2 separate regions of the Mus musculus genome follow, and region 1 is linked to region 2. The links are chromatin contacts, called in public HiChIP or PLAC-seq maps. All regions are on one chromosome and are shown on one strand. The core of a region is the stretch at or near the end of the contact, and the rest is flanking DNA. Distances in the headings are between cores, read along the strand shown. Region 1 holds the start of Ube2z (ubiquitin-conjugating enzyme E2Z). Region 2 overlaps B4galnt2 (beta-1,4-N-acetyl-galactosaminyl transferase 2).

Region 1 (3,734 bases), core at 1,056-3,555, 190 kb after region 2:
ATGATATCCCTGTATAACACCAAGAGGAGGTAGGAGGAGTGAGGAAGAGGGAAATCCCTTGAGGGGGACAACTATTATCACCTCAGTGAGCCCAGGGTTTGAGAAAGTGGTGCTTGGTACTGAAAATGTTTGCACTGTCTCCTTGGCTGAGAAATCTCAGCTGAATACTTGTCAGGCAGGCAGAGAGCAAATTATTATCAAAGGGTCATTGTTTCCTGGGGAGGGGGGGGGGACTCAGAGAGGAAAAATAAGCCAACATCCCAATGGTATCAGATGTCACCCTGGAAAAGTCACATCCTATATACTGTCACTTCTTCCCACATGAAAACTCATTTACTTCCCATCTCCCAGATTCCCAGGTACTACAACTGAACACAGAGATTTTCTCAATTGGGAGGGCTTCATTCCATTCACTACAAAACTTACTCCATAAAACATATGGGTTCGCTTTGCTGGTAAGGTAAGGAGACAGCATGAAGCCAGCGGGAGCAAGTCTACCATGACCTGTGTGTCCAGGAAACTAATAGGATAGTTGTTTTGAGGAAAAGGGAATCCTCTGAAATAACCAGAATCTCATCTCTGAAAGATGACATTTAGTAACTAGGATGAATGAAACTTCTGGGTCAGTAATCAACTAGAATGGATCAGTTGAGAACTGGCTCAGAAGAAGTCAATTATGAGGAAGTCTGGGGACACAGAAGGGTAGCCGAACAAAGAAGTTCGTCCAGGCCAAACTCAAAGCTGTATCCAGACTAAGAGAATCAAACAGCTAAGGAGTTAAGTTAGGGGTGGCAATAACTGTGAAGTTGTTCTACGTCCGGCACTGTGCCAGGTACTTTACGTGCATGGTGTAGTTTTTTTTTATTAAAAACTTGGAAAATATGTAGCCGGGCAGACACCTGAGGGGACTTGGAATGTTTGGGATAATAGCCAGATAAGAGGCTAAGATGAAAAGACTAAGTCTGGTCACCAGGAAACAAGTTTCAAAATTAATAGCTCAACAGTCTTATCTTTTGCCATGCAATTGGTACCATACTAAGTGAGCACTTTTGCAAAACATATTTATCTATGAAGTGATACGATCTAAGATCGGTCACCCAAGACACAAGCACAGACAGGCCCTAGGCCTTTTGTTCCTGTATTTGAAGGGAGTACATCTGCTTTACAAAAGTAAACCAGACAACCTTGGGGGTAAATAATAGGAAAAAAGTTCTTGACTAAGATGTTACAATCCAGAGTGATAGTGAGAGATGGTAGGAACGCAGAGTTTCAGGGACAGGTGTGAGGGACAGTTTTGGGGTGATTGGAAAGGGGGTTCAAGAAATGATCTGGAAAGTCAGGGAGGCTCTCTAGACCCGTGGAAAGGGCCATATGGTGGGGAAACGAGGTAAGGAAAGGTAAAAAGGAAGACTGACTCGAGTCTGCAACTGGGCAATGCAGGTAGAGGATGTTCCAAGCGGGGACTCCAGAAGAGATGGAGAACTGATGGGTGGGGCCTGAGGGCAGCCTTTAGGTAAGCTGGTGGGGTAGGTTAGAGGGGAAGTGCGAAGGGCGGGACCGAGCGTTACAGAAGAGCAAAAGGGTCAGGTTTCGGGTGAACGGGAGGGGGTAGGGATAAGGCATCCGGAACGGAGCTGCAGGGCTCACCGGAGGTCGCTAAGGGGCGGGGTAGGCCCGAGGGCAATCGCGGATCTGTTTGGGCTGTAGGGCCGGGCGCTGAGAGGGCGGGAGGGAGGGAAAGGGCGACACTTAAGGCCCCCGTCAGTAGAGAGGCCCGCAGGGTTTGGGCCTGGAAGACGTGAGGCGGGAGAGAGCCCCGATGGGGAAAGGTGGGGGGCGGGGAAGGTCGAGCCCTGGAGCTCCGGGGTGAGGGAGGAAAAACCCCCGGCTCACCGCTTAATCCGAAGTAGACACTGTGGCGCGGTTCGCTCGCCGTCCCAGTCCGAGCTGAGCGTGGGGTCCCAATGGCTAAGCAGCGCGGCCCCGTGGGCAGCGGCCGAGGGCGGGAGTCCTGGCAGCGGAGCCAGGCCGCTCCCCGGTCCCCCGGCCCCGCCCGCCGCCGCCGCCGCCGCCCACACATCCGGCAGAAAAGGCGGCCCGAACCCGCCGCCGCTCCCGCTAACGCCGACCACACCGGCAACACCACTCGACCCTGGGCCCGCCGCCCCGGCGCCAGCCGTCGCCGTCGCCGCCTCCTCAGTCGGACTCTCCGCCATCGCTGCTTCGCTTCCGGGACTGCTCAGCAGCACGTCCGCCGACCAGAGCGGCCGCTGCTCCCGCACCACCGAGAGCCGGGCCAGAGTGTCCCCACCCTCGGCTTCCCCAGCCCGGGTGGCGCTGGCTCCGCCCACCTCCGCCCGGACCAGCGAGAGGCGTGCTGCCAGAGCGTCCACCCACGGTCCTCCAGAGCGGGGGGCGGGGGCTAGCGGACTAGCTGGCGCTCCAGGCCAGCGCAGATTCTGCGCCCCGCTGGAGATGCTGGTAGCCTTCCATGGTTAAAGGTTTTATGTTGGGAGAGTTGATGTCGGAGAAGACAGTTCAAAGAAGATGGAGAGACCCACAGCTTCTCTTTTAAAGGGAGGGACCATCGATGTTCAATCCTAGGGTAGGACTAAGGTCCACCTTCCCTGTAGGGCAATCGAAAGAAGAGCTTGAGTAGTTTAGGGCCCTTCACATCCCTACGGCTCTGTGCTGTATCATGTCTGGTCTTCTCCCCCATCGACTACTATTGTCGCCTGACTGCGGATGGACTAAGAGGAAGAACGGAATCAGAACGTGCGAATAAAAGACCACCTCATTTGAGTTTATTCGATATTTATTTATGAAGGGCATACTAAAGGCCAGGAGCTGTTGCTAGGCATTGCCCTGGAGATAATGACACAGAAGTTGACAGCTTGGTAGAAGTCAAGCATCAGGCTTGATTCCAAGCTCAGTACCTTTTCTACCCGCTAATCCTGGAGTTACGGGTTTGAAATTCTCAATTTCTTAGAACTATATTGAGATTTGTAATACGAAAATTAACTCTGACTAAGGGGAAAAGACCTTAACCTTGTTCTACTGACAGGAATATGAGTCTGTGTGTGTGTTTGCTAACTGTAGGAAAACCAGAGGTACCGCATGACTGAGAATTTACACAACCCTTTCAGCTGGTCTGAGACAACATCCGAAACAAACACATTGATACTCTATAGCAAAGTGTATGAATAGTTTTTGAGACAAGGTTTCCAATATGTAGCTGCTTACCTCAGCCTTCTTAGTGCTGAGATGACCGGCATAAGCCACCACACCCAATGAAATATTCATATTAACTTTAGTACATTTATGAAGATTCATTCTAGAACAAACAGCCAGAGCCTCACTTTGGATCTTGTTTTTTTTTTTTTTTCTTCTTCTTTTCCTCCCGAAGAAGCCTGGCTCCTGTGGTGGCACAGCTCGTAAGCTAAGCACTAGAGAGGTTGAGGAATGATGAGGGAACTATCGTACATAAATAGTTGAGGCCACAAATTGAGTTCAAGGCAATCTGGGCAACAAAGGGACACCCTGTCTCAAAACACAAAAACCAACAAGTGAAGAGCCTGCGTTCTGGACATTTGTGCGTTTTCTCAAATGGTCTGGGGGCGGGGGTCTGGGAATAGTGAATACATTATGTTTTGAAGCTGCCATTAATTGAGTGCTTAAGGCTACACATTGTTTATCTGCTTTATTTTACTTGTTCCTCTCACCAGCTCTGTGAT
Region 2 (3,993 bases), core at 1,050-3,549:
CACCATGCCCTCTGAATTTCACCAGGCCTGATACAATGCCTGAGCCTTGGGGATAAGAGTCTTACCAGGTCCAGGGTCATACAACTTGGGTACAGTCTGTTGTTTGATAGTCACTGGAAACTTGGCCACTGACGACTCGTATTCCATACTTACTGGAAGGAGAAGAGAGGTCAGAGTCCAGGCAGTGTCAGATGCCATCAGACTATGATGCCCTGAGGAACCCAAGGAGGCCAGCAGCTGCGGGGAGAGCCCTGCCTGCGAAGAGGCTGAGGGCCCATGGACACTGTGGCATCCTGACTCCTGACTTCTGTGCATCCCTGAGGCAACCTGCTTAAGGATGGGCTGCTAGAACAGGCTGGAGGTTCGAGAATCTGGATTACTCCGCCCTGACCCTCCGTCATGACTCCAATGACAAGACCAGGACAGTAGTACCCACTGTACCTTAGAACACAGGCTCATTTTCTGAAGGGAAATGCCTTAAAATCTGAAGGTGGAGAGGATGCTTACTATAGCTATGAAGGATAACCTAGGACCGCTAGCCTCTGATTCCACCTCCCAAGTGCTAGGGTCTTAGGCATAGCACTCCCATGCCCAATTTCATATGATGCTGGGTCTCGAACCCATGGCTCTGTGCATTGCTAGGCAAGTACTCTACCAGCCAAGCTGAACTTTCATTTGTGCATATTACATTTCTTCCCCCCCCCCCCCCGTTGCTGTGCCGTGGAGCAACTCACAAAGGAAAAGACAAAAAGTGAGGGTGGTAAGATTTGTCCTCCCAGGAGTTTCTGTAATGGGTGTGGGGGGGTTGGAAAGACAAGTTCATATCCTTGAAACTGGCCACATTCTCTCTCTGCAGGAATGCTCACGAGATATTGATGCACACACTGGTTAGGCAAGAGTCGCCACCTCAACAGAAGCTGAAGCAGCTTTAAAAGTTCCAGAGGGGTCGTCAAAGTGGCTCAGCAGGTAAAGGGGCTTGCTGCTAAACCCAATGGCCTGAGTTTGATCCCTGGGATTCATGTGGTAGGAGAGAACAAACCCCTCCAAGGTGACTTCTGACTTCCATATGACTACTGTGAAATGTTCATGCCCCCCCCCCACTAATAAAATAAGTGAAATAAATAGCTGCAGAGAACAGCTAACAGGACTGGATAAGGCCAGCCAAACATAGTGATGTATGGCTGTGATTTCGACATTATGGAGCCTGAGGCATAGGAATTGAGAATTTGAGGCCAGCCTGAGACACATACAAGATCCTGCCTCAACAAATGGATGAACTTATAAACAAACAAAAAAATAACAGAGTGCGGGGTGTACACACCTGTAACCCCAAAGCTTGAGAGAAGAAAGGGGGAATCTGGAGCTCAAGGCAAGCCAGCCACAAACATGTAAGAGAGTTTGGAAAATCCTGGCTTACGCGAGAGCATCTCAAGAAACAATAAGACTAGGTATGTAACTGGCTTGGCAGCGTGGTTGTCTACCACACAGAAGGGCCTGGATTTGATTCCCAGCACCACATAAACTGTACTTAGAGGTTCATTTGACTGTTATCCCAGTGCATAGGGGGTAGAAACTGGAGACACACAAGTTCAGAGTCTGAAGCTAGCCTGGGCTATCTACGAGCCTGTATCAAGCAAAACAAAACTCCATCAGTAACAGACAGAATGGGATGGTACTGTGGTTTGGATCAGTGTCCCTAAAGGTCGGTATAGTGTAGGCATAAGCCACTGTTGTGACACTAGGAGGTGGATCCCTTAGAAACTAGGATATGATGGGAGGTGTTCAGGTCCCTTTGGGAATGCCTTTAAGGTGACAGTAGGATCAGCCGCTTCCTAGCTGTAAAGTAGGAAGCTTTACCATACTATGCTGCCTCGCCACAAGGGCCGAGTCACCACGGAATGGAGCCTCCAAGGCTGTGAGCCAGAGCCTTTCTTTTTCTATGCTGTCTTGGGTATTGGCCACAGTGGCAGGACACTGGCTTTGTGTTCATGTGTGCAAGGTGAGCAGTGTCAGGGATCTTTCTCAAGTCGCTCTGGGGTCAGTGGCAGTGGGGGACTCTATTGGGTGCAGTAAATAGGCAGGTAATTGTCGAGGCTCAGAAACTGGCACACAGGAAGCATGCTGGGGGAAGGTTTTGAGAGGGCGCACACAGGAAGCATCCTGGGGGAAGGTTTTGAGAGGGCGCACACAGGAAGCGTCCTGGGGGAAGGTTTTGAGAGGGCGCACACAGGAAGCGTCCTGGGGGAAGGTTTTGAGAGGGAGTGATGCTCTTTTCCAGCAGTTTGTGATCAGAAGACAGACCTGTGTCCACCTTGTGGAGATAGTACTCTGTGCTGGTGTACGTCACATGCTGAAGGATGAAATTCAGGACCTTCCGATGTCTGGTGGAAATGGTCAGCTGCCTCTGGCCTCTGCCCTGAACCTCATCATCTGGCACATCAGCAAGGGTGTTCAGTGTCCCCAGAGAAGCTTTCAGGATGACCTAGACATGACATTAGAAGCACACACATATTGTTGTACAGCTGTCAGCCATCCCTATCCATCTCTAGAAGCCCTTTATCCTACCCAATAAAACGTTATTCCCACCTGACTGTAACTCCTTAGTCTCCCATCCTCTAAACCCTGAAAGATTCTAAATGCCACGGATGGAGAAAAATCCATTCACAGGAAAGGCAAGTACTCAGGATGGCCAGCAGGGGGCAGAGCGAGCTAGGACAGGATAAGGCTGGTTGTAAAGGTAATAGATACAGCTACGCCCTTCCCCCACGTTTCCCCTCAAGACCTAAAGACTCATGGATTTAAAGGATTCATTCCTGCAAACATCTCTTTCTCTTTAGGGAACATTGTTCATTGAGACTTCTTCTAGAGCCGAGCAGTGGTGGCGCATACCTTTTATCCCAGTAGTCGGGAGGCAGAGGCAGTCAGATCTCTGTGAGTTCTAGGCCAGCCTGGTCTAAGAGTGAGTTCCAAAACAGTCAGGGCTACACAGAGAAACTCTTGTCATAGAGAGAGAGGGAGAGGGAGAGAGAGAGAGAGAGAGAGAGAGAGAGAGAGAGAGAGAGAGAGAGAGAGAGAGAGAGAGAGATTATTATTTCTCCTCCTCCTTCTTCTCTTTCTCTTCCTCTTCTTCCTCCTCCTCCTCTTTCAACAAGGTCTCTGAGGTCTCACTATGTTGCCCAGAGCAGCCTTGAACTCCAGAGCTGAAAAGATCCTTCTGTCTCCTGCCACACACACTGCCACCCCCCAAATAGCTGGCACAACAGTTATGCCACAACATGGCACTTTGCCTTGCTCCCTGCTGCAGTTGCTACTGACATCTGTCTGTCACTCACTCCTGGTCCTCTACCCTCTGACATCTGAGGGAGTTTTCCAGGCTTTGGATCTGGGTTTTTTTCTCTTATTGGAGTACAACTCCTTGGCTGAGGATTTTATCCATCATCAACTAGGTACCATCACTGTTTAAGTGGTTTTAAAATGTTTATTGTAGCTCAGTTTGGTGGCACATGTCTTTGGTTCCAGCTCTCTGCTGTCTGAGTTTGAAGCTACAGAGCAAATTCTAGGCTGGTCAGGGTGCAGTAGTGAGAGATCTTGTATCAAAAGAGACAAACAAAAAGTTTGTCTCTCTGGGGGCTGGTGAGATGGCTCAGTGGGTAAGAGCACCCGACTGTTCTTCCGAAGGTCCAGGGTTCAAATCCCAGCAACCACATGGTGGCTCACAACCATCCGTAACAAGATCTGACTCCCTCTTCTGGTGTGTCTGAAGATAGCTACAGTGTACTTACTATAATAATAAATAAAGTCTTTTAAAAAAAAGTTTGTCTCTGACTCATCCCACGGCCTTCACCTTGACCCTGTGTGGCAGTTTGGATGGGAACAGCCTCCCAGGGCTCATATATTTGAATTCTTGGTCTGCAGTCGGTGGAACTGTTTGGGAAGGATTAGGAGGTGTAGCCTAGCTGCAGGAAGTGTGTCACTGTGCCAGGCTTTGAGGCT

Evidence for each region. HiChIP or PLAC-seq counts read pairs in DNA pulled down with a chosen protein or histone mark.
Region 1: a contact with region 2 is called in an H3K4me3 HiChIP or PLAC-seq map of the SCID.adh cell line, with 5 times the contacts expected there. The contact joins the promoter of Ube2z here to the enhancer-like site in region 2. A contact is called at or near these places in 13 of 39 promoter capture datasets (the 3T3-L1 cell line, 3T3-L1-derived adipocytes, the C10 cell line and 7 more), 4 of 484 Hi-C or Micro-C datasets (the C2C12 cell line, cerebral cortex, embryonic fibroblasts and 1 more), 22 of 115 datasets of contacts at active chromatin or transcription factors (the SCID.adh cell line, T-cell acute lymphoblastic leukemia, astrocytes and 13 more) and 3 of 9 other capture datasets (adipose tissue, liver and macrophages).

The regions. Positions count from the first base shown.
Region 1 is chr11:96,063,059-96,066,792 of GRCm38.p6, forward strand. Ube2z (ubiquitin-conjugating enzyme E2Z) reads right to left here and starts at 2,306. Exons shown (of 7, transcript NM_172300.3): 1 at 1,894-2,306; 2 at 1-9. The coding sequence starts at 2,216.
Region 2 is chr11:95,873,797-95,877,789 of GRCm38.p6, forward strand. It overlaps B4galnt2 (beta-1,4-N-acetyl-galactosaminyl transferase 2), which reads right to left. Exons shown (of 11, transcript NM_008081.3): 6 at 2,302-2,482; 7 at 66-152. Among named protein-coding and RNA genes, the nearest start is that of n-TQttg6, 17 kb to the left of the region's middle. Within about 2 kb of position 2,300, at least 33 of the 459 cell types and tissues checked have an H3K27ac peak or open chromatin away from gene starts, as enhancers often do. A contact at or near this core is called in the C2C12 cell line, the SCID.adh cell line and embryonic stem cells, where this site is marked.